Regions from separate parts of the Mus musculus genome. Here all the other regions are linked to region 7. A link is a contact called in public Hi-C, HiChIP or PLAC-seq, Micro-C and promoter capture Hi-C data. All regions are on one chromosome and are shown on one strand. Each heading gives the region's core, a stretch centred on a gene start, on an enhancer-like site or on the middle of the called end of the contact. The rest is flanking DNA. Distances are from core to core; before and after follow the strand shown. Region 1 holds the start of Nprl3 (nitrogen permease regulator-like 3). Region 2 holds the start of Stc2 (stanniocalcin 2). Region 3 overlaps Gm39676 (a long non-coding RNA gene). Region 4 has its middle 3.5 kb from the start of Gm40823. Region 5 holds the start of Snrnp25 (small nuclear ribonucleoprotein 25 (U11/U12)). Region 6 holds the start of Sh3pxd2b (SH3 and PX domains 2B). Region 7 holds the start of Cpeb4 (cytoplasmic polyadenylation element binding protein 4).

Region 1 (3,372 bases), core at 663-3,162, 400 kb before region 7:
TTGTTGACTGGATAGAGGCCATCTTGGCTTCACAACCTGTGGACACAAAGAGCCTGGCCCTGTGGGGAGTCCGGGATGCTGGAGCTGCTGATCTATAGTCAGTTCTGCAAGCTCCAGGCACATTTTGAACTTGAGCAATTTGACTCAGATCAGGTCTGTCTGTTCAATCAAGTAGAAGAAACCAGACTTGGGAGGGCAGTCTGTAGATCCCCCAAGAAAGGTGACCATGGGAGGCAAATTAATCTCGTCCATTCAGTTTCACCAATTAAACCTTTCTGATGACTTTAGACTCAACTTCCGACCCAGTGTGATGAAGGGTCATCTCTAGCCATAGGATTCAGGACAGGGCAGAGAGTTTAAAACTATTTCTGTTGTGGGCGAGTGGCTCTTTCTTGGAGAGGAACACTCAGTGAAGAAGGCAGCTCCCAGATAGCGTCTGTGAGCTCCACCCAGCCCTTGGCCTGAGCAAGTGACGGGACAGATAAGGCCTGGCACCCATATGGTTTCCTACTCTACCTAAGGGAGACCTTGGGGGATGGGGTGCAAGGGTCCAAAGTTCCAGTTTCCAAAGGTTTACTTCTGCAGAGGGGGTCTTGAATCCACATTGTTTTACATTTGAAATGAAGCCTCTCTTCTGTAAGACTTTAACATCAGAGTCGGAAGGTATGGCCTGCAGAGCTCAGGCTGGCTCTGCTCCTTCACAACAGCTCAAATCCAGCTTCTGGCGGGGAAACTGGGGTCCCCAGTGGAGTCCACGGTGTGACCTACGTTTTGATTTCTGGAATAGCTGATGGTATTTCTTCACAATGATGTGGACACCTTGGGAGTTGAGGTGATGCATCCCAGGTTAGTTAGTCCTGGGTTCTCCTATCCAGTGCTGTCAGTATTGGGTAAGGCAGCCTCAGAGGGGAGTACAGTGGACTTCTGTAGACTGGGATCTCATCATTTCCCCCACACGCAGCATTATTACCACGTCCATTTCAGAGCTAGTGACGGTAGAAAAGATTGAACCCAGGGCCTCGTATATAATGTCAAGTGCTCACTAGCAAGCAACATCTCTTTCCCTTTTTGAGAAGGCCTCAATGAGTTGCCCTGCCTGGCTTTAACTTCCTATCCTGCTACCCTAGTCTCCCTAGTAGCTGGAAATACAGGTCTCCACCACTGAGCCTGGCTGTCACTATTAATTACATAGAAAATTATACTGTGAATACTCCTGTGAAGGTTGCTGGCAAAAAATGGGTCCAGAGATCATAGTTGGGGAAACTCTGGGCTCCTTGGTTTAGGTCTTCCTATCTCAGAGGCAACCACTGGGGTCCCAAGGCTCTGGCTAATCAAGTGGCAGAATGGCCCGGGGGAGTAAGAGGGAAAACCTGGACCACAGTCCTGCCTGGCTCAAGTGCCCCGGTCCCTATGCACTCCCGCTGGTTCCGTGGGAAGGTCCCACGACCCATCCCAGGCACCTGGTTCCATCTCTCTGTCTGCTTCCCTCCCAGCCCCTTCCTACTCCTGACCTCACACAACACTCAAATCACACATGACTGGGATAAAGGCTTGCAAAATGAGTTAAAGTCATTCCTTTCACATCACACATCCAAACCATCAAAAGGCAAACATAAGTGCAACTCTCAGACACTGGCAAATATTCAAATGGTACCTTCTCATTGAGTAATAGTTGGGGGGCGGGGAGGGGGAGGTTGAAATACGACTATTTTCTCTCTTTGTAAAGTTTGAAAACATGATTGTTATGTGATGAGCAGGCTAGTACAATCCAGACCACCGCTCCTGCCTTTCTTACAGTTTAAAGTTTATACGCTCTGGTTAAATCAAGTGTATGACTTTAAACTGCAGACAGCTTTCCCTAGCGAGCTACTAGAGTGCAGCCAAGGCGTCGCGCCGGCGCAGTCGCCTGTCCGGGCATGCGCGGGGGCTGTGGAGCGCCGCTCGGCGAAGTCTCGCGAGAGTGAGCGCCGAGGCCGAGGTGCCGGCTTCCTCCGTGTCCCTGCGGGCCCGGCGCCTGCCTTCGGCTTTTGCGGTCCCTACGCGAGTTCCTCTCAGGCGCACGCCCGGGCTCCCGCAGGATGGGGGACAATACCAGCCCCATCAGCGTGATCCTGGTGAGCTCGGGCAGCAGGGGCAATAAGCTGCTCTTCAGGTACCCCTTCCAGAGGAGCCAGGAGCACCCCGCGTCCCAGACAAGTAAGTGGCTCCTGGCGGTCACCCGCCCCGCCACGCGCAGTGCACAGTGCGGAGGAGGAGGAGGAGGAGAGGGGCCGCGGCACGACTCCTGAGTCTCCAGCCCATGAAATAAAAATGCGTAAGAATTGCCAGCTCCAGCAGTGGTGCGCATCTGGGATCCCAGCGCCCCGGACGCGGAGGCCGGGGTATTGCCATGAGCCCAAGGCCAGCCATTTCTCCAGACAAATCCAGAAAGACACCAGATTTTACAAGCACAGACACGAATTTATAAGTTATTTTAGAAAATATAAGCGACTTTAAGGTCTGAAGTTGATCTTGAACTCTGGTCCATGCCCATTGTGGATAACTGCTCACCATCTTGATAATCATCCCTCCTGTATATAAACTCTGAAAGTGTACCCACCAAAAAATAAAATACAGCATCATCCTTTCCCCGAGCCCCTCAGAGAATCTCAGGACACTCATTTGTTATTTTGTAGCATCCGCCTTGAAGGTTCTTGGAGTTATTGAGCACATAACTCCTGTCTAGTCGCAGTACACTGCTGCATGGATCAGGCATAGCCTGCCTCTGTAGGCAGTGTTCTTTAAAGCTCGCTAATATAATACAAAGGGTTTTAAGTTATAAAAACATAAAGATGGTACCAAGCTCTCAGAACCCCCTCCCTCATCCCCCTAAAGGGCAACTATCGTCACCATTTTCCAAATCTGTTTATACACAAGCAAAGCACACATTCCAAGTACAAAAGGAACTACATGGCCCATTTTTTCCCTGATATATATATATATATATATATATATATATATATATATATATATATATATATTGAAATAGACCGGATGGTCTTTTTGCTCATTTTCTTCTGTACTTTATGTCTATGTCTTAAACAGGTTCAACCTCACCCTGAGACAGGTTTCCTGTGTAGTCCTGGCTGTCCTGAAACTCACTCTGTAGACCAGGCTGGCCTTGAACTCAGAGATTTGCCTGCCTCTGCCTCCTGAGTCCTGGGACTAAAGGCCTGGGCCACCACCGCCGCCAGCCACCTTGTTCTTATTAATGACTGCAGTGAAGTCCATGAGATGAGCGTACTCTGGTTTATTCGTCCAGCCCCTGTTGAGGGCAGTAGTTTTCAGTCTTTTCAGGCTGGGCACTGGCTCTGCCAGCATGAGACCCCTAAA
Region 2 (3,369 bases), core at 345-2,844, 500 kb after region 7:
GCGAGCGGGAAGTCGGGCAAGGACGGGGGTTGAGAGTTGGTACCCAGGCTCACCTGTTCTCCAAGACTAGGGTGGGGACTGCGGGGGAGGGGCAAGGAGTGCCAATACCGGACGAGTGCCATGTGGCGCTAGGTGGCAACGCTCGCCTCTCCACCCTCCCCCAATCAAGCTGGCCCCCCGAATTACTCCTTCGGGTTTATGAGGCCAAGAGCAGCAGTTCCTGTCCCGGGCCCAGCGCGAGGGAGACGTGAGCGTGCACACGTACACACACAGCAGGGAGGAAAGACGCTCCCGGCAGCGCCCAACTTTCTCCCCGCTTCCTCCAGCAGCGGAGATTGCAGCTGAAGGCGATCTGATTCTCAGGGTGCTTAAGGAGGGGGCTCCAAGAAGAGGAGAAAAAAATAGAAGGTCCCAAGATTTGGGGGGTGGGGTGCTTTAATTTTACATCAGAGGACTGCAGAGTAGAACAAACAAACAAACAAACAAAACCCGTAAGTGGGCCGAGTGGCATTTGGAGAAAATTGAAGACTGTATTTGGAGACGCCTAAAGTTGCCTGTCAAGCTCTGGCCTCTTGGGCACGCGATGGTCTGTGGCCGCCTGACCCAAGGCTGCCTGGGCCTCCAGGCCACCAGCCAGGAAATGATGCAAATGAATTTTCACCTGGTGAAATGAATTGTCACTTGGATCCCTGAAGCCCAGACAGGAATCCGTCTGGACTGGAGGAGGAGCGAGACGAGACGCCCCAGGTGTTATTGGACCCATCAAATTCAGGCAGAAAGTGGGTAAGTCAATCAGGCCAGCAGCTTCCACGCCTGTCCTCAAGCGCCTTTAAATAAAACAAAAACCAAAAAACCCAAAAAACAAAACAAGCGTCAGGACGCTTAGGAATTCCCACCAGAGTTCAATTTGCTCGCACCATCTCTGTGACCAGGTATCTGTCCTAATCTGTTCAGGTCTCCTGGCTGAGAATGTGACTGTGTTCCAAAGAGGAAACTTTCCCAGCTGGATATGAACCCTGGGGACTCTGTCCCTGTGAAGACCGACTTCTCCTGCCCCCCACCCCCCTTTTTTTAGTTTTTAGTTGCAAGTAGAGTTGGCATCCGCTTTAATTTTTCCCCCTCAGTCCATTCGGCCATTGCCCCGGAGCACACGCGCACGCGTCTCGCACACACACACACACACACACACACACACACACACACACACACACACACACCACGCAAACGCGTGCCATTGCCCCGGAGCACACGCGCACGCGTCTCGCACACACACACACACACACACACACACACACACACACACACACACACACACACACACACACACACACACACACACACACACACACACACCACGCAAACGCGTGGCCGCCGCCAGGTCTGCAACTTTGTGGGGCGATCGCGGAGGCGCTCCGCTTCCTCCCGTAGAAGTTGGCGCAGGCCCCGCCTCCCGCTGTGTTGTCAAACGGGCCGGGGTCTCCGATTGGTCCAGCCTCCGGGACAACACCTGCTCGACTCCTTCATTCAAGTGACACCAGAGCTTCCAGGGATATTTGAGGCACCATCCCTGCTATCGCCGGGCACTCGCGGCGCGGCTAACGGCCTGGTCACATGCTCTCCAGAGAGCTACGGGAGGGCGCTGGGTAACCTCTATCCGAGCCGCGGCGAGGAGGAGGGAAGGGGCCAGCGAGGAGGAAGAGTGGGAGGAGGGGGAAGCGGCGGAGGAGGAAGAGGAGGAGGAGGGGCGCACAAAGAATCCAGGTCTCCAGGCGGGAGGGTGATACCCAGAACCATGTGTGCGGAGCGGCTGGGCCAGTTTGTGACCCTGGCTTTGGTGTTTGCCACCTTGGACCCGGCGCAGGGGACGGACTCCACGAACCCTCCGGAAGGTCCCCAAGACAGGAGCTCGCAGCAGAAAGGCCGTCTGTCCCTGCAGAACACAGGTAAACGCGTGCGCCCTGCAGCCCAGAGCTGCCGGGGGAGAACAGGGTGCATGCTCGCGGCGCGCCGGGTGCCTTTAGCCCCAAGCCGGCGACCCGAGCTCACCCCGGGCGGCACAAACTCTCCGTGGCTCGGGACGTGCAGAGGGAAGAGCGAGGCGAAGCGAGGTCTGGCTCGGGCTGCGAGAGCCGGGGATCGGCACGTGCTAGCAGGGTGATGAAATGGCTGAGGCAAGACTTGTTGCTAGCCTTCCCCGGGGCTGAGGGGAACCGAGGCTGTGCCTGACGCTGCTGCCAGCTCCAGCCAGAGTCCCGGGCCCGGAGCAGGGCGCACTTCGTCACGCCTGGCCCGTGCGAAGTACCAAGGGACCCCAGAGCTGGGCTCGCCCTGCACCCAGAACTTCGTTTCCAAGCCGGCCAGCCTGGCATGTACTGTCTCCGTTTTCTCCAAAGATGCCGGACAGCCCAGAACTTTGCTGGCCAGTTAGGAACTTTTCCTTTGGGGGAGGGGGTTCGCAAAGCGTACCTCTGCTGCTGCAGCCATGCTCCTAGCCAAGTCAGCACGGGAAGAACTGTTGACACGATCCGAATCGTGCGCGGCCCTGCTCACCAGCAAGCTGCAGTGCAAAAGCCTGACGTGTGGCACACGGGGCTGGCCTTCTTCCCAGCTCCCGGGAGAGAAAGAAACGTGTCTGCCGCTCGTCTCCTTACGCCCCCACCCCCGCAATTCCTCGGGGGCCGTGTGAAAGCGGCGGCCGTGGCGTGCGTGCGCTCCTTGCCTGAGCCGGAATGCACAAGTGCTGGTCAGGGTTCTCCAAGTGAGTGATCGCTGCCCTGCTCGCGACCACGCGTGGAGTCAGTTCAGCCTCTCACCCCCGCTTGTCTAGGCGCACAATCAAGGGTTCCTCGTCCGCCCTGCCTCCTCTCGGGTTTAGGCACCCCTTCACAAGCACAAGCTCGTTCTCATGCTAGATTTCATCTCATACAGATTTTTCGACTCGAGCCCCGCCCTTCTTCCAGAATACACTTTCCTCATTGTAATTTTGCGGTTGGTTTAAATCGTAGAACTGAGCGAACCGAGAGAGGCGTGAGACTGCTCTGCCGCAGCCTGACAGCTCCCTGTCTGTCCTTTCAGGCTGACGAATTAGGACATCTTGGAAGAGGGAGCAGGCTCGGGGCCTCTGGGATTCGAGGGGATTAAGTGATATCTCACACCGGATCCCTAATTAAAAGGAACCTCCAGAGAAAGGTGGCGGGTGGAAAGGCCAGCCCCCACCTGCCTCCTGCGTTCTGAAGCTGGTGCCAGCTGCAGCTTCCGTGGCCTAGCATTTTTAATGCGGGTGGTTTGGAGGCACGGCTTTAATAGGAATCTTGTTTTGATTTTTAGGTGTTGAATCATAAAGCTGAATTGAAGTTGCTTGGACGCTTT
Region 3 (3,344 bases), core at 491-2,990, 260 kb before region 7:
TGGGAAGGTAGCATGGGTTCTTCACTGCTGAGCCATCTGTCCATTCCCAGAATGAAGTTTTGAAAGTGAAAAGATGAGTAAATATAGTAAAAACACTCAATAGAAAAAGTCTCATCAATAGGACTGATCAAGCCGGTGAGGCTAAGGCTGGAAGGCAAGGGTGATGTCCTAGTTTGTATTATTATCATTATTGTTATTATCATTGATTATTATTATTATTACCATTACTATTACTACTACTATTGTTTTGATTTAGTTTTTTGTTTGCTTGTTTGTTTATTTTGACGAAGGGTCTCTCTCTATATTCCTGGCTATCCTGAAACTCATTATATAGATCCACCTGCCTGGCTCAACTGCAGAGGATGGAGAAGTGGGCAGTGTACCTGGAAGGACAGAAGGGCCAGATGCCAATGAGCACTAGCACTAGCCACACCCAGAACAAGGGCCACTGCTCAGCCAGAACCCACAGATAGATGGGTGTTTCAGCAGATCAGCGGGGCTGTGGTAGAACGGGATCTACCCACTCACCTCACCGTTCTGCTTCCCTCTCAGCCAGTCAGTCAGAGACCCAGGAGAGAAAGATGGCTTCCCTTTATCTGCAGACTCTGCTGCCCCTCATTCTTAAGCCCCGCCCATCCCTCCCTGATGGGAAAAGGACACAAAGCCAGAATTATCTGAAGAAGAAAAAAAAAAGCCTTAAGATTCTAAATGCTCAGCATTGTTCAAGTCCCACTTCAACAAGGCAGACACAGGAGGGGGAAAAAGATAAATTCTTGCTTTGTGCTGAAAGTTCAAAACATGATAATTCACAAAAGAGGTCTAGGAAAATACTCCACATGGGGACACAAGACAGAAGTTCAGCTCTTGTCTGTCACTGTACAGTGCCCAGGGGTGACTTGAGCTCTTGAATCCCATTTCTCCTCAGGAAACCTCCCCTTACGCACCTGTTCATTCCATGGTTTCGGTAATTGTGGCCACAAAGTACTAGGATTTGCCTTGACTGTGGTACAGAAAACAAATCTATTTTTAAAAAAGATGTATTTATTTAATGTAAAAAATAAATACATATTATATATATGCATACACTGTAGCTGTACTGATGTTTGTGAGCCATCATTTGGTTGCTGGGAATTGAATTCAGGACCTCTGCTCGCTCCGGCCCAAAGATTTATTTATTATTATATGTAAGTACGTCAGACACACCAGAAGAGGGCGTCAGATCTCATTATGGATGGTTGTGAGCCACCATGTGGTTGCTGGGATTTGAACTCAGGGCCTCTGGAAGAGCAGTCAGTGCTCTTAACCGCTGAGCCATCTCTCCAGCCCCAGATGCCTGAGAATAAATCTATTAATGCTCACTAGAGAACATTGTTAGAATTTATTAGAAACTTTTAATCTCTGATACAGAGTGCTTTTGCACATTTGCATCCCACTGACAATCAAGATGGGACTGTGAGGTAGAGATTTTAATCTTTTTAATTGTTATTTTATGCGTGTGAGTGTTTTGCCTGCATACCACATGCATGCAGTTCCTAAAGAGGCCAGAAGAGGGCATAGGATACTCTGAAACTGAAGTTATGGGTGTTTGAACTTCCATATGGGAGTTAGGAATCAACCTGAGTCCTAGGGAATGGCAGCCAGTTCTCTTAACCACTGAGCCATCTCTATAGCCTCATCCTGTGGGGTTGTAAAGAAGTTTAGAAGTAACATGTGCACCTGCCTCACTTCTTGGGGCTGCCCCGTCTGCCCATTCCTGCTCATTCTGGTTCTAATCACAGAAATCACATGACTGTGGTAGGAACCCCCAACAGCTAAGAAGGAAAATAGAAACCAGCTGCAAGGGCTGGTCTGTGTCCCTGTGTACAGGGGCTCACTCCCACATTGCTCTTGAAGCCCCCTTCCTTTCCTTGCCTTCGAGTTCCAGTCAATGTTGGAATAACTACTGGCTAGTAGTTTAAAGTGCCCAACTGTATGTCACCATTCACAGGAGACAGAAGACAGAAATGTGTGAAAGTCTCAGCCATGCTGGATCTGGGGCTCTGCCTCTGGGGCTTGGCCTTTGAAGAAGGTTTCACTGCCCTTGTGGCTGGCACGAAGCCCCCAGGCCTGTTTCTTAAGCCAGAGAAGCTGCTAACTGTGGTGGGCCAGAGGCATGGGAGAGGACACTTAATACGGCTGGAGGACAACAATTCTCTCTCTTCCTTATATTTTTGTGTTACCTGGTCCCCTCACTCACCCAAACAGCTGGGTTGAGTGTCCTGTACCTCCAAGGAGTGCTGATTGAGTCCTCTCAGCAGATAAAAAATGCATGTGAAATCCCAGGAATGTAATCTATTTGGGAAAATATACATATACAAACCAGTCCTCATAAGGGGGCAGGGGGGAGAAGGCCATTCAAAATTAGCTTTGAAGCTGGATATTTGACTGTTAGGATATCTTACCACAACTAAACATTTCTTTCTCTGTTTCTACTCTTCTCCCTCTTCCTTTCTCTCAGACAGGATCTTTCCATGTTGCTCTGACTGACCTTAAACTTGCAATCCCCCTGCCTCAGCCTCCCAGGCACTGGAATTAAAGGTGTAAAGAAAACAAATGTCTAAGCCTTTCATGGGGGGTCCACAGGCAAGGGTCCACATGGATTTGATTGGATATTGCCCTTGTTCCCAGAATGGAGGAAGCGGCTTATCCCAAGGGACAGAGGCTTGATCCAGGAGCATTCCTGTCCTTTGTCCTCTGTCCTGTGTCCTCTGCAGTGTGACACAGCACCCAGGCAGCAGATCTGTTGTCTCTTTGTAAGGGGCTCTTCCCCTGTCAGGCTCCTTAGGTCCCTGGCTGCTGGGTAACTGAGAATGACTCTCAGAATAAGCTAGAGATGGAGTCAGCAGGTTCCTGTCACCAATTCAGTCTTTGCCTGCTAGAGGTCTTGCTTGAACTTGCCACTCTGCTGGGCACTAGAGAAAAGGCAGTCAGCTTGAAATGATTCTCTGGCTTGGCTAGTATTTGCCCTGATGAATGTTGGGTTCAAAGTTGGTTGTAGATGTGGCAGTGTTAACAAGGGGAGGAACTTTTGGCAAGTAGAGCCTAGTGTGAGGTCATTAGATGAGGCTGTCATCCATGGAAAGAATTTATGTGAGTCTTGAGGAGTGAGTTATTTCCAGTGAGAAATGGTCTTTAAGTAGCAAGGCTGTTCCCTCCATGGTTTCTGGCTTCTGTCTCACCGTGAAAACTCATCCTCCTTCAAGAGTTCCTTCCGTGATGCTATCCACCCTAGTGTGAAATAACCAAGGGAGGCCCTCACTGGAGGCTGAATGGGGGAGATTCCTTATTGTGGACTTTCAGCCCCT
Region 4 (2,976 bases), core at 177-2,676, 290 kb before region 7:
GTGAAGAGAAAGCAGTCACAGTTATCTTCAAAGGATCCCAAATATCCAGCAGGCTGAAAAAATTGCCAGCCTACCAAAGGGTTCCCACACCCAGCTGCTCTCAGGTGGGTATTCTCAGAGGAGCTACTCAAGTGGCACCTTGCCAAGCCCAGGAAATGTTACTTTTCTGAGTTTGTATCTTTTGGTATTCTGTTATTTATGCCTCAAATGCCTTTAGCCTACTTCTCCACATGCATCCATCAAAGTCCTCTCTCTCTCTCTCTCTCTCTCTCTCTCTCTCTCTCTCTCTCTCTCTCTAAATATTATTTATTTAATGTATATGAGTACACTGTAGCTGTCTTCAGACACACCAGAAGAGGGCATCGGATCCCATTACAGATGGTTGTGAGCCACCATGTGGTTGCTGGGAACTGAATTCAGGACCTCTGGAAGAACAGTCAGTGCTCTTAACTGCTGAGCCATCTCTCCAGCTCCCAGAGTCTGCAATTTTGAATGTCATTCTCTGTGAATCTTTTTCAAGCTCTCTACCCATAACCCCTAATATGTTGCACTGTCTCAGTGTGAACTCTCCCTTTTGCCCAGCATCTACATCATGTGGCAGAGACACTCACATAGCAATTGTTATTCTGTGAGATGCAACAGACGTCCTCTATGAAAGTACCCTGAGCCAGAGAAGGCATCTGAGCCCTTTGTGTCCTGAGCATCTTGCACAGTGCTAGGCAAAGTGTAGATGCCCTTGTTGTGTGCACGAATGAATGAATGAATGAATGAGTAAATGAATACAGTGTGCTGGCGTGTTTCTATGGAGGCTCCGTGGTGTAGACAGAATCTACTCAGGACTCTTCTCTCTATTCACCGGGGCCCAGCTGACTACACACTGGAGCCTCCCCGTTAGGAGGTTCTGGGCTCTTTATTGGCTTTCATTATTTTTTTTCTCCCTAAAACAATATGATCCTTCTTTAGTGCTTTCCAAAGCACACCAATCAGCATACTAATCACACTAAAGTGTCAACGGAACCTGCCAATTTCATACATTTGCATATTTTCTGTAGGGTTCCGCCTCCCCCTCCCCCTCCCTTTCATTAGCTATTCTTGGAAGAGCTGCTCAGCCTCCATATTGTTCAAACTGGCTTGATTTTGATTTCACTTTGTAAAGACAGATTTGCAGGATGATGAACGAGCTCCTGCCAATTTCATGCATTTCCGCTCTGTACATCGACACCTTATATTTATTCCATCTTCTCCTCCTGGCTCCAGATGGTGTGGCAACACAGCCTCGGGCAAAGACACAAAACTCACTCTCCCTCCCTCCTCCTCCTCACACTTTCAGCTCCGGCTCTCCCGTGCCAGGTTTGAACGGTGCACAGCCTCTGGCAAACGTTGCCTCGCCTGCAGATTGGGCTGCCGCTTAGGAACCTGGGAATGTGAAGCAAGACAATGGGGAATGTCACATGCCTTGGGCCTCGCCACTCCAGTCACTGCCCCTCACAGAAAACCACAGCTGAAAGAGTTTGATACATTCACAGATGTTCCCCCCCCACCACCCTTTTCCATTCAAGAAGCGGGCCACAAGTATCTCAAGAGAAGACTTAATAAAACAATGAAACAAAAGCCCCAGGCTCCTCGTGACAGATGAAAAAAAAAAAAAAAAAAAAAACCACCCAAAAAACAAAAAACAAAAAAAACCCAAAAAACAAACAAACAAAAACCTGGCAAGAGCATGTGCCCATCTTGACACTCTCTTGCCTTCTGTCTGAAATGTGACCAGGGAATCATACAGATGAAAGATGGCCAGAGACATATACCAGTGATCTTTTAGATATACCTGCCTCCCCATCCCCCCCCCTCACCCCCAGTTAAGTAGGGGCTGGAACAGACCCCAGAGCATGTGAATTAATTATGGGGGCATCTGAATGAGGACAGATCTGCTCCTGGCTTTCTCTGTGGGTCCAGGGCGGTGGAGAGCTTATACAGCCCCTAGGCGCCAGGCCCAGTGGAGTAGAAGCTGGAATAAGCCATGCACAGACAAGAGAATCAGAAACAAGGACTCAACATTTGGGATCAGAAATCTTCCTGTTTTTAGTGGGTGTGGTGGTACATATGGGAGGCTGAGGATTGTGTATTTGAGGCCAGTCAGGCTCCAAAAAATAAAAAAGGAAGCCACAATAGCAACAAAATAGAAAATTCCTCTTAAGTGTGAGACTGGACCAGGAAACAGGTTGGGCCTGGTGAGGATGTGGTTTGGCAGCAACGACACCCTTGACACTCACAATGTCACAGATTGGACGTGACATGCCCTCCAAACGCCCATAGACATTAAAGACGTTAATGAGCCCATGGCAACATTGGGAGGGGAGTTCATCTGGACTGACGGGTGCTTACTGTAAAGTTGTTAGGTCTCTGAGGGTATGCTGCAGAAGAGGGTTGTGGGAGTAAACTTGTCCTTCTTCTGTGGTATACGTGTGTGCGCGTGTGTGTATTTGTGAATGTTTCTGTGCATGTGGTGTGTGTGTATGTGTGTCCAAGCAATTAGGTAAATGACTTTGCTCTATCACATGTCCCCTGACAGAACATATTGTTTCTTCATAGGGCCAAAGCAACAGGGCCAACCAGTCATAGATGAAATCCTGTAAACCTATTAGCCAAATCAACCAGTTCTACTTCCAAGTTGATTACTCAGTCCCACAATGGCCAAGGACCCTTTGGAGTAGTGGGGAGTCAAGTGGACCTAGAAAAACCCAGAAACTAATAGTCCATCTCACATGATGCTACTTAAGAACCAGACATGGGTGGGAAAGCAAAGAAACCCTTGACTTGAGTGAGGAAACCCAGAACTGACTGAATCGTTCTGCTTTGAGATGAGACTCTTTAGAGTGGACTATAGATCAGAGGGTGCAGCTAGTTATGTTGGCTAGTGATGAGCCAAATAGAAGAGATATGCAGATGTGTTTGCAACTGGGGTAGGTAAACTCAGCA
Region 5 (3,079 bases), core at 329-2,828, 330 kb before region 7:
TGCAATCTGGGAGTTGACCTCTTCTAGAGTAACCTAGGGAGATGGAGATCATAAGAGCTTTCTGGTGTTAGAATGGGGCAATTCTGTGTCTGAGAGTCCTGCCCCAGTGGTCCTTTCCAAACATGCCCTTTCACTGACATGGCCCTACCCACACTGCTGGGGAGCGTCACTTGGAGACACCTGATGCCTTAATGTCTCCCTAGTTATAGATGATATATACCTACCTGTCAGTGGCCCTGATCAAAAAAGGGAACCAAGCTTGCCTACTGTTATGGTTTGCATATGCTCAGCCCAGGGTGTGGCACTATTAGAAGGTGTGGCCCAGTTACAATAGGTGTAGCTTGCTGGAGTAGGTGTGTCACTATGGGCTTGGGCTTTAAGACCCTCATCCTTGCTGCCAATATTCTGCTAGCAGCTTTCAGATGAAGATGTAGAACTCTCAGCTCCCCCTGCACCATGCCTGCCTAGATGCTGCCATGCTCTTGCCTTGATGATAATGGACTGAACCTCTGAACATGTAAGCCAGCCCCAATTAAATGTCCTTATAAGAGTCCACGTGGTCAGCCACCTCAGTGAAGTTGGAGATTAGGTTGTATTGAATAAACTTTAAAGGAAAAAAAAAAAAAAGGAGTTGCCTTGGTCACACTGTCTGTTCACAGCAGTAAAACTCTGACTAAGACACCTATTGTGTGTTAGGATTTTCAATTAACACTGGGCCTGGCGATCCTGAGAGTATTGTATCAAGAGGCTCCAGGCCTGTACCTCAGGTCCAGGGTGCAACTGACCGGCTACCTAAAACCTTTGATAACAAAATGTCTTTTGTTTGTTTTGAGGCAGAGACCCACTACTCCAGACCCTTGGCTGGCCTGGAGCTCTCAATGTATCAGGCTGGCCTCAAACTCACAGAGATTCCCTTGCCTCGGCATCCCGGGTGCTGAGATTAAAGGTCTGGCCAGACAAGAGATGTTTTAATAAAACACAGAGGGAAGTACAAATAAACTTGTGTAACTCAGTGGTAGAGCACTTATTTAGCATTCGAAAGGTTCTCAGTTTGGCTCCCAGTTCTGTGCGCACACAGACGTTAAATAAAAACACCTTTGATTGGCAAGGTTAAAGAATACATTAACTACTAAGTCACGCATACTGAAGTTTCAGGCAAAAGGAAAAGACTTGTCACACTCATCCTGAGTTCATATCTTAGTGTTTGTTTAATTCAAACTTCACGGCTCAGAGGGGCTCCTCACCCTAAGCGTTCCACTTATGCGCAGAAGCGTCTTTCTCTGGTGGGACCACCAGCGCCCATCCACACCCCAGAGCCCTGTCTCGCACCTGGATCGGAAGGTCGCAGAGCAGCGGGTCTTGCACCACCATGGCGAGACCTTCTTGGAACACGTCCACAGCCTCGGAATGGGGCAATGTCTCCTCATCATCCTCGTCGTCCTCCGGCACCTCCGGCCGATCCTCAGCCTCCGGGTCCTCCAGGACTGCCTACTACTAGACTAGTGTTGCTTTCCGGCGCTCCTCCAGCCTGCCCTGCCTTCCAGGTTGATAAGCAAAAGGCGCGTGCGCAGTGATTGTGTCCCGCCCCGACGAGATAGCTTAGCCAATGGTATACTGCGTGGCTTCAGTAGCCAATGAAATGTGCGAGTCTTCGGGAGGCTGGGAGCGTGCAGACAGCAGGTTATTGGCTGGATAGAGCAGGTCACGTTGGTGGTGCGAGCGGCGCGGGAGCTACGAGCTATTCTGTTCCCCGCTGCTGAGCTTCTCTTCGGTCTGGGCTGGTTGTCAAGGAAGGCCAGCGTTGCTATCGTTTCGCGCAAGACACCTGTCCCCGTGCACGGCATCACCCAACAAGGTGACGCTGGGAGGCGGGCGCCTCCTGCTGCCTGGGGCCTGCCGTTGCCACTCGCGTGCTGTTGCCCCAGCCAGGTCGCTTCGCAGTCACTTGAGATTATGCCATGGGCTCCATTCCAAAAAATTGCCTAAAAGGTCCACTTTAAAGTAAGGTGGAAGCCGGGCATGATGGTGCACGCCTTTAATCCCAGCGCTTGGTAGGCAGAGGCAGGCGGATCTCTGAGTTCGAGGCCAGCCTGGCCAGAGTGAGTTCCAGAACAGCCAGGGCTATACAGAGAAACCCTGTCTCAAAAATCCAACCAACCAACCAACCAAAAAACCCACCAACCCCCTCCCCGCACAAAAACCAACTCCAACTCCAACACACACACACACACAAATAGAATAAAAAGTGAAGTGAAGCTTTGGCTTGGTGGCACACACCTTTAATCTCAGCACACAGGAGGCAGAGGCAGTTGGATCTGAATCGAGAGCTAGGTCTGTATGGGAGAGCAGGGACTACAGAGGGAAGTTGTCTAAACAAAACAAATCTAGGCGGGACCTGTGGTCCTCGGAGCTGTCAAGGGCAGCCTTGCCATGCGCTGATCTCTAGTCCTCGTGTTCTTTTACACCACCAGTCCCTGTAACAACTGTTCTTATGAGGACGCTGTGTAGGCAGCACTGTGGGCTTTTTCTTTTTTCTTTGCTCCCGTCACATTCCCTGGATAGCTACTTTAATCACTTGCCTCATTTTTAAAATCCTATGTGTATGGGTCATTTTCGGCGTGTATTTCTTCTGGGCACTGAGAAACATCGTGTGAGTGCTGGGAATCAAATTTGGCCCTCTGGAAGAACAACAACCGTGTCTCTCTCTCTCTCTCTCTCTCTCTCTCTCTCTCCCTCCCTCCCTCTCTCTCTCTCTCCCTCTCCTCCCTCTCCCTCCCTCCCTCTCTCCCTCCCTCCCTCCCTCCCTCCCTCCCTCAATCATGGTTATCCTACTTAAAACTCTTATCCCCTATGCCAAGCTTGTTGTACGCACTTGGAGAAAATCCTAGCACTTGGAGAGACTGAGGCAGGAGAAAGGGTTTAAAGCCCAGGAGAGTTGCACAGCAGAGATAAAGAAGAAAGTAAGAGGAACAGGTTACATAGTGAGACCCTTTCTCAAAACAAAAATAAACAGAAAATCTACAGTATAGATTAATGTGGCCATAAGTAAGCACAATTTATTTGTCTTTGACATTTTTGT
Region 6 (3,149 bases), core at 448-2,947, 480 kb before region 7:
AAAGTCTGAGCTGATTCCCAGGTTTTGGGAGCGTTCTGTCCAGGGCCTCTGTGGGTGTGTGGGATGTGGAAAGGGGCGTGGTCTGACGGGCCAACGTCTTTGGTCCAACAGGCCTGCTCTGCTCCTTACTGTTAGCTGCCCCATCCTTGAAACAGACTTGAGAAGACCACCACTAAACATGTGTGACACCACAAGGGAGTAGAAGGTGACACCCAGTCCTTGGTGGTTCTATCTATTCTGGTTTGTCGGATCTGGTGGAAGGCGGCATGGAGGAGAATTTCAGACTTCCTCCAGTTGGTGTGTTGCTGAAAACTGTCCCATACCCAAGAGGCAACTCAACAGGCTTCAACAAGAAACCAAGACTTGGCAGCATTTGAAATAGTTAAGGGGGGGGGGGGGGGGAAAGGGAGTGGGGGTGGGGAAACCAAGACAATTTAGCTGAGCTCTGAAGCAGGGAAAACTTAGCTCTATTTAAAGATACCACAGGTCCAGGAAGCAGCCCCCCGCTGGCTGGCCCAGGGCTGAGTTACTGAAGGCCTAGACTATAACAATACACTGGAACACAGCACACCCTTTCTTGTAGAGTACAGTGGATACCCGGCCATCTCCTTTCAGAATTTTATGGGCGACTCAGGGAAGGCATGTATAGCTGTCTGCTTTGTAAGAATGGATCTCTTAAACAAATAGATCCAAAGGGGCTTCCAGGGAGGCCCCTGGCCAGCCTTTCTCCAGCCAACGCCCTCTCTAGTCATTGTTCCTCACTTCTTTGTTAGGATTTTTTTTTCCCTCCCTCTTGCTTTTTTCTTTCCTGGTTAACTTCTTCAGGACTGGCACAGCCACAGGGAAGCCAGTCCCCCTCACACCTGGAGTGAAGTCCCCAGGGCCTCCTCTAAATCCACTGTCCTACTACCCAGAACCTCTGAGGTGGAACCAAGGCCACCTCAACCTCCAACAAAGTCCCCAAGCAGCCTGAGAGGCCACTTCCCACTTGAGGGTCACCGTGGGCCCCAGGCCCATCGTCCACGTTTGAGAATCCTCAGCCTTTGAGTCTCAGCGTTCCCATCTGCAAAATGATGCCAGGGACCCATTTCCTCCACACCTTAGCAGCTCCAAACAAAATTCTCCTGTCACAGAGGGGGGTTACTCCTGGGGAAACTTTCCCACATTGTTAAGCGGAAGTTACAGGGAAGGGGCGCTCAAATGACCCATGCACAGAAGGATGAAGGGCTAGGTTCGCTAATCCTATGAGGCTGGGCGCCTCTGGGTAGGAGGGTGGCCTGAGACCCACGGCTCCGTGGGTTTCTCTCCTGGTTTCTGTCTTAGTCTGCAGCAGCGGCTGGGGCCAGACTTTTGTACGGGTGGGCAAGGCGAGAGCTCGCGAGGAGATGGCGAGGACCAAGGGGCGAGCGGGGAGATGGCGGGGAAGGCACAGGGACCAAGGGCTCGTGGGGAGACAGACAGCAGGGAGGGCGCGGGGACCCGGGGCGCGTGGGGAGACGGCGGTGAGGGCGCGGGGCACAAGTTCTGCGCGGGGCTGGGATCGCCGCGTGGCGCGGACGCCGACTCACATAATGCTTGTTGGGCACGCGCCGCTTCTGCACGTCCAGCACCTTCACCTCCACGATACTGCGCCGCGGCGGCATGGCCGTTCTCCGCGCCCAGCGCCGTGCGGGCCGGGCCGGGCCAAAGCGATCCTTGCCGCCGAGCACTTGCCGCCGCCGCCACCGCCCTCCGCGCCCCGCCCCTGCCCGCCTCCACGCCGCCCGCCCACCCTGCTTAAAGGGCCCTCCCGGCCCGGCCCGGCCACGTCCGCCCGCGGGCCTTTGTCCCCGCGCCCGGCGGGACGGCGCGCTCCGCCCCCCGCGCCCGGGCCTGGCGACTCTAAACCCAGGCACCCAAGCATCTTGCTCGAGCTCTCCATTCCCGTTAAGGGCTCAGGGAGGTTGCCCATCCCCCTCGGTGTGTGAGAACCGCTGGCGTGCCAGTCGCTATAAATCCGATCGCTTGCCCCCAGGGCTGGGGGCGGGGGCTGGGGGTCAGGGAGAGGTGGTCACTAGGTCTCTTGGGTTTACTGTCTATGACAGGGAGAGGAAAAACTGCAAAAATGGCCTGGCAGCCCTGCACAGGGCTGCGAAGGTGAAAGAGAGCAGGGATGCTGGGTAGGTAGCAAGCCCCTGACCCCGTGGGGGACTGAGTCCACACCTGGCCCTGTGCCCTGTCATTATCACGGATGCTCACTTAAAATCTCACAACACCTGGGAGTTGGGGGTCAGGAGGGGATGGTTAATCGCCTTTTACAGAGGACCTGAGGACAGCCTCTAGATTCATGGAGCAGGTGGGTCCAACCCATGGTTGCCCCACACTAAGCAAAGCAAAGCTACAAGTGGCTCCACATCTCTTTTCTCTAGCTCATCCTAGCATTGGCTGGGCGCTCAGTAACTAACAGATGCTGGCTGAATGAATGGATGGATGGATGGATGGATGGATGGACACACATAACACCATGGATAGGAAGTTCAGACTGCAGGTAGTGGTTTCTCAGCCACGAAGCAGGGGTTCCCCTTCAGGCACCTCCCCACCCATAGATCAGTCGAGGAATTTCTTAAGGGAGAGTTCTCGTCAGTCCAGGCAGGCCTTGCAGACTACTTTATTTTGAATCCCTCTGGAAACCCCTCTATTGCCTTTTTGGCTTCTTTGTCCGTGCTTTCTGCTGTTCTGGCCTTGAAGGCTGGTCTGGATGGGCTTCACTAATAGAAGGGGTTACTTGATTGGTACCAGGCCAAGGCGGGAGGATTGTCTTTACCAAAGCCAGTTTTGTACCAAAGATGGCTTTGTGCTGCCTCAGGCACAGGACTATCTTCTTGGCGCTCTTGATTAAGCTGTTCTTACTGACCCACTCGGAGATTGTGGAGAGTGGCATCCATTTGGAACCAGGGCCCTCCCTGGCCCAGTAATTCCCTCCAGTGCACCAGATCCTAAGGTGCTTCCCCAGCAGAGCTGCCACCCAAGGCACCCGCTGGTTTCTCTCATGTCCTGCACAAAGCAGAAGCACAGACTGTAGAAGTTGGATGTACCTGAATCAGCTAGCTCCTCCCACTTCCCAGTTCCCCAGCTCTGCCTGTAGCTGTAGTAATGCCATCATCTTCCCT
Region 7 (2,975 bases), core at 22-2,521:
AAATATGTTTGCTTGAAGTATCTTATTTATAGCTAACTCAAAGATCACAGCTTATCACCCTACGTATCTCTGATTTGGAATTCTGGTCTCTCTGAATGGAAAAGAACCTAAAAAAAAAAACCTCTTAAAATATTGATATGAATCCAATTGGGCTTATTTCAAGGAAGGAATAAAAAAGGAAAAAGGTAAAAATCAAGTCTTTGGTTAGTAAAATAGGCGCTTTCTTTTTCCAAAGGAAAATGTTCATGAATGACAAAAACACAGCTTCTCAAGCATCTATGGATATAGAAGAATAAGCATTGTGCGGAGTAAAAATATATATATATAAAATTTAACAATCACATATGGTCTTCCTCAGCAGTTTAGATTCACATAAAAATTAGAATAGGATTAAGGGGTGAATACGTTCTTTTCTTGGCAGCTTGGTTAAAAAAATCAGGAATAATTTAAGAACATTATATATTATATATTTATATATAGATAGATTATATTAGGTTATCTGGGGCGGGAGGTGAATTTCTGGTTGCCAAAGAGGAAATCAGCCTTGACTAAAGGAAAGATGATTGCAGGGAGATTTCTGCTGTTCCTGGTCCTGTTTCTGTTCTTTTGTAGGGTGCAGTGTGGGCCTCTGGGGCTGTTCCTTGGGCTCCGGGTGCAGATCTTGCTGCGTTTGCTGTTCTTGGGCTCCCCTCGGCCTCCTTTCCCCCATGAAAGGGGTTGGAAACACCCGTTTCTCCCTCTGGGGGGTGTCGCGATCAGGAGGGATTAGCGAGACTGGACAAGGGCAAGCTGGCGGCCCGGGGGTGCGGGGAGCAAGGGGGCGACCTGGAAGGTCCTGCGGTTTCTGCCTCTTCCCCTCTCTGCGGCTCCGGGATTTTTTTCCCTCATGGGACCCAGGGGCGGTTTGTTCAGTTCTCTCAGTTCGATTCTCCGCCGGGGGGAGGGGGAAGGGGGATGGACAAAAAGGAAAACCCCGCTACCGTAGTTACTCTACAGGAGAAAAGCCTCCCCCCTCGGCTCGCGCTCTCTTTTCCCCTAGACTGATTGGAAACTATAATTTAGAAGGCTTTTGTTTCTCCTCACGGTTGCTGGGCCGCCGCCGCCGCCGCTTTTCCCCGGTCCCGCAGTCCCAGCTGTCGTCGTTGCGGACTCCGTCTGGCTCTTCTTTTTCTTCCTTCTTCCTCCTCGTCTTCCTCTGCTGTCGCCGCTGCCGCCGCCGCCGCCGCCGCCACTGCCTCCGGTGCCCAGGTCCCGCAGCCGCGGCTGAGTCCTTCTCCTCAGGACCGAGCCGAGTGAAATGACAACCAGCTGGAAAGACCGAGAGACACTTCCGGTTCGATGAGGGAGGGGCGGGGTGCTGCGGAGGCCACGCCTAGCAGCCGGAAGACCAATCCGACACCACAATCCCGACTAGGCCACGCCTCCCAGCCTCAGAGCTCCACCCAGGAAGGTCTCTGGTCATCTCAGAGCCGCCTCTTCCGCCTGCGCCTCGCCCAGCGGGGCCGGCGTCGGCCTCGGGTCTGCGCACCCAGTGCAAGCGGTGCACCGCCATCTTTTTTATGGGCAAAGATTCCTTTGCGATTTATGTTCCCAAAGCAGGCTTCTTAGGAAGTCCGTAGAGAGACGCTCGGAAGAGAATGGACATCTTGCACACTGAAACACTGAGCTAAAGTGTTGGGGGTCGAAGTGGCAACCCATGAAACCTAGAATAAACGAGAGGCCTGCCCTGAGTAAAGGTGGGTGCCCCGGGCATCACGTGCTCTGGCCCGAGCTCCGCCCCCGAGGGATGGAAGGAGAGGCGGGTTTTCCCGGCATCTGTGCTGTGCCTAGAACTGCATAGTCCTTATCCTGAACGCACGTCTCCGGAGGGATTCCCTTCAGTCTCCATTCCTCCACCCGAACCACCTACTCTCCCATCCTCCCTTTGAGATGCAGATGCTGTAGGCGTCCATGGCTGAGCCACCAACTATTAGCTTTCTACTCCACCTTCCAAGCAGAACGGAGGGATTTTTCTAAAAACGAAATTCCAGTCACGGTCCTGTTGTGCTCATACCTTTTTAAAAATGGCAGTCCGTTACCTGGAGAATAAAGACCAAACTCCGTATTGTCCTGTGGGCAGTATTCTCTGTGCCTTTTTCCACGCCTTTGTCGTCTCCTCTTGGCAAACTCTCATTTCGTTTTAGGAGTAAGTCTCCAACCTACCTACTCTGCCTTCGGAATCTCTTTTTACAGGCATACATGACCCTCGATACCGCTCATGCTTTTATATGGCATTATATTACATTGGTGGCTTATGTCTCTAAATCAGTGCTTAAAACAGTAGTTCTCAACAACTGGGTTGTGATGCCTTCAGGGAGGTGTCCAATGACCCTTTCACAGGGATTGCCTAAGACCCTCAGAAAACACAGATGTTCACATTACAATTCATAACAGTAGCAAAATTACAGTTATGAAGTAGCAACAAAAGTAATTTTATGGTGGGGAGGGGTCACCACAGCACGAGTAACTGTATGAAAGGGTCGCAGCATTAGGAAGGTTGAGAGCCACTGCTCGAAAGATTTGACATTGAAGATTGGAAGCACCAGAGAGGAATCTTGAATGGAGACATACATAGAGAAAAGCAGCAAGAATGAAATCTTTTCTGAAAGGTCTGATATTCAAATCTGAATTCATCATTTAGTTTCTTATGCCATTTGGTTTGGAGCTCACATGTTGGTTATTTGCTGTCTACTCAAGGCCTCCCTGTCTTTGCCTTTGTATAGGCCTACTATCGTTTACTCTGCTGGGGCCTGAAGTAATATATTGTCCTCAGCATAAGTTTTAGATATGTGTTGAATAAATGTTTCCTTTGGGAAATGGAAACTGAAGAAAAAACTAAGATAGAGCCCAAAGTAATTCCAACAAAATCATATATCTATATCTATATCTATCTACCCAGTATGGTGACACACACCTTTAATCCCTGAGTTCTAAGC

The links. Promoter capture Hi-C pulls out the DNA fragments that hold promoters and counts their contacts. Hi-C and Micro-C count contacts between places; a contact is called where the count stands out from the background. HiChIP or PLAC-seq counts read pairs in DNA pulled down with a chosen protein or histone mark.
Region 1: a contact with region 7 is called in a Hi-C map of CD8 T cells, with 2.9 times the contacts expected there. The contact joins the promoter of Nprl3 here to the promoter of Cpeb4 in region 7. A contact is called at or near these places in 3 of 39 promoter capture datasets (the HPC-7 cell line, HPC-7-derived erythroid cells, epiblast stem cells and 1 more), 3 of 484 Hi-C or Micro-C datasets (CD4 T cells and CD8 T cells), 2 of 115 datasets of contacts at active chromatin or transcription factors (memory CD8 T cells and pancreatic cancer cells) and 1 of 9 other capture datasets (liver).
Region 2: a contact with region 7 is called in a Micro-C map of embryonic stem cells, with 3 times the contacts expected there. The contact joins the promoter of Stc2 here to the promoter of Cpeb4 in region 7. A contact is called at or near these places in 7 of 484 Hi-C or Micro-C datasets (embryonic stem cells, muscle stem cells, myeloid progenitors and 1 more).
Region 3: a Hi-C map of double positive thymocytes shows a contact between it and region 7, with 2.8 times the contacts expected there. The contact joins the enhancer-like site here to the promoter of Cpeb4 in region 7. A contact is called at or near these places in 6 of 39 promoter capture datasets (the C10 cell line, cranial neural crest, embryonic stem cells and 3 more), 5 of 484 Hi-C or Micro-C datasets (CD8 T cells, double positive thymocytes and embryonic stem cells), 1 of 115 datasets of contacts at active chromatin or transcription factors (memory CD8 T cells) and 1 of 9 other capture datasets (embryonic stem cells).
Region 4: an H3K4me3 HiChIP or PLAC-seq map of forebrain shows a contact between it and region 7, with 4 times the contacts expected there. The contact joins the enhancer-like site here to the promoter of Cpeb4 in region 7. A contact is called at or near these places in 8 of 39 promoter capture datasets (the C10 cell line, cranial neural crest, embryonic stem cells and 4 more), 4 of 484 Hi-C or Micro-C datasets (cerebellum, cerebral cortex, embryonic stem cells and 1 more), 4 of 115 datasets of contacts at active chromatin or transcription factors (astrocytes, embryonic forebrain, embryonic hindbrain and 1 more) and 1 of 9 other capture datasets (embryonic stem cells).
Region 5: a promoter capture Hi-C map of pre-B cells shows a contact between it and region 7. The contact joins the promoter of Snrnp25 here to the promoter of Cpeb4 in region 7. A contact is called at or near these places in 8 of 39 promoter capture datasets (the C10 cell line, the HPC-7 cell line, cranial neural crest and 4 more), 2 of 115 datasets of contacts at active chromatin or transcription factors (effector CD8 T cells and memory CD8 T cells) and 2 of 9 other capture datasets (adipose tissue and liver).
Region 6: an HNF4G HiChIP or PLAC-seq map of pancreatic cancer cells shows a contact between it and region 7. The contact joins the promoter of Sh3pxd2b here to the promoter of Cpeb4 in region 7. A contact is called at or near these places in 3 of 39 promoter capture datasets (liver and stem cell-derived epiblast-like cells), 1 of 484 Hi-C or Micro-C datasets (reprogramming fibroblasts), 2 of 115 datasets of contacts at active chromatin or transcription factors (extraembryonic endoderm stem cells and pancreatic cancer cells) and 1 of 9 other capture datasets (liver).

The regions. Positions count from the first base shown.
Region 1 is chr11:32,266,247-32,269,618 of GRCm38.p6, reverse strand. It overlaps Nprl3 (nitrogen permease regulator-like 3), which reads left to right and starts at 1,912. Exons shown (of 13, transcript NM_181569.3): 1 at 1,912-2,196. The coding sequence starts at 2,079. RefSeq lists enhancers at 291-673, 1-836.
Region 2 is chr11:31,368,286-31,371,654 of GRCm38.p6, reverse strand. It overlaps Stc2 (stanniocalcin 2), which reads left to right and starts at 1,594. Exons shown (of 4, transcript NM_011491.3): 1 at 1,594-1,943. The coding sequence starts at 1,793.
Region 3 is chr11:32,130,612-32,133,955 of GRCm38.p6, reverse strand. The region is part of intron 1 of Gm39676 (a long non-coding RNA gene); the gene reads left to right. Gm51888 (a long non-coding RNA gene) reads right to left here. Exons shown (of 3, transcript XR_003949656.1): 3 at 1,584-3,344. Among named protein-coding and RNA genes, the nearest start is that of Gm39676, 4.4 kb to the left of the region's middle. Within about 2 kb of position 1,740, at least 10 of the 459 cell types and tissues checked have an H3K27ac peak or open chromatin away from gene starts, as enhancers often do. A contact at or near this core is called in CD8 T cells and double positive thymocytes, where this site is marked.
Region 4 is chr11:32,156,316-32,159,291 of GRCm38.p6, reverse strand. No RefSeq gene overlaps it. Among named protein-coding and RNA genes, the nearest start is that of Gm40823, 3.5 kb to the left of the region's middle. Within about 2 kb of position 1,426, at least 41 of the 459 cell types and tissues checked have an H3K27ac peak or open chromatin away from gene starts, as enhancers often do. A contact at or near this core is called in cerebellum, cerebral cortex, embryonic forebrain and 2 more, where this site is marked.
Region 5 is chr11:32,203,914-32,206,992 of GRCm38.p6, reverse strand. Snrnp25 (small nuclear ribonucleoprotein 25 (U11/U12)) reads right to left here and starts at 1,578. Exons shown (of 5, transcript NM_030093.3): 1 at 1,330-1,578; 2 at 1-33. The coding sequence starts at 1,371. It also overlaps a transcript of Il9r not described here.
Region 6 is chr11:32,346,388-32,349,536 of GRCm38.p6, reverse strand. Sh3pxd2b (SH3 and PX domains 2B) reads right to left here and starts at 1,697. Exons shown (of 13, transcript NM_177364.4): 1 at 1,569-1,697. The coding sequence starts at 1,643.
Region 7 is chr11:31,869,236-31,872,210 of GRCm38.p6, reverse strand. Cpeb4 (cytoplasmic polyadenylation element binding protein 4) reads right to left here and starts at 1,271. Exons shown (of 10, transcript NM_026252.4): 1 at 1-1,271.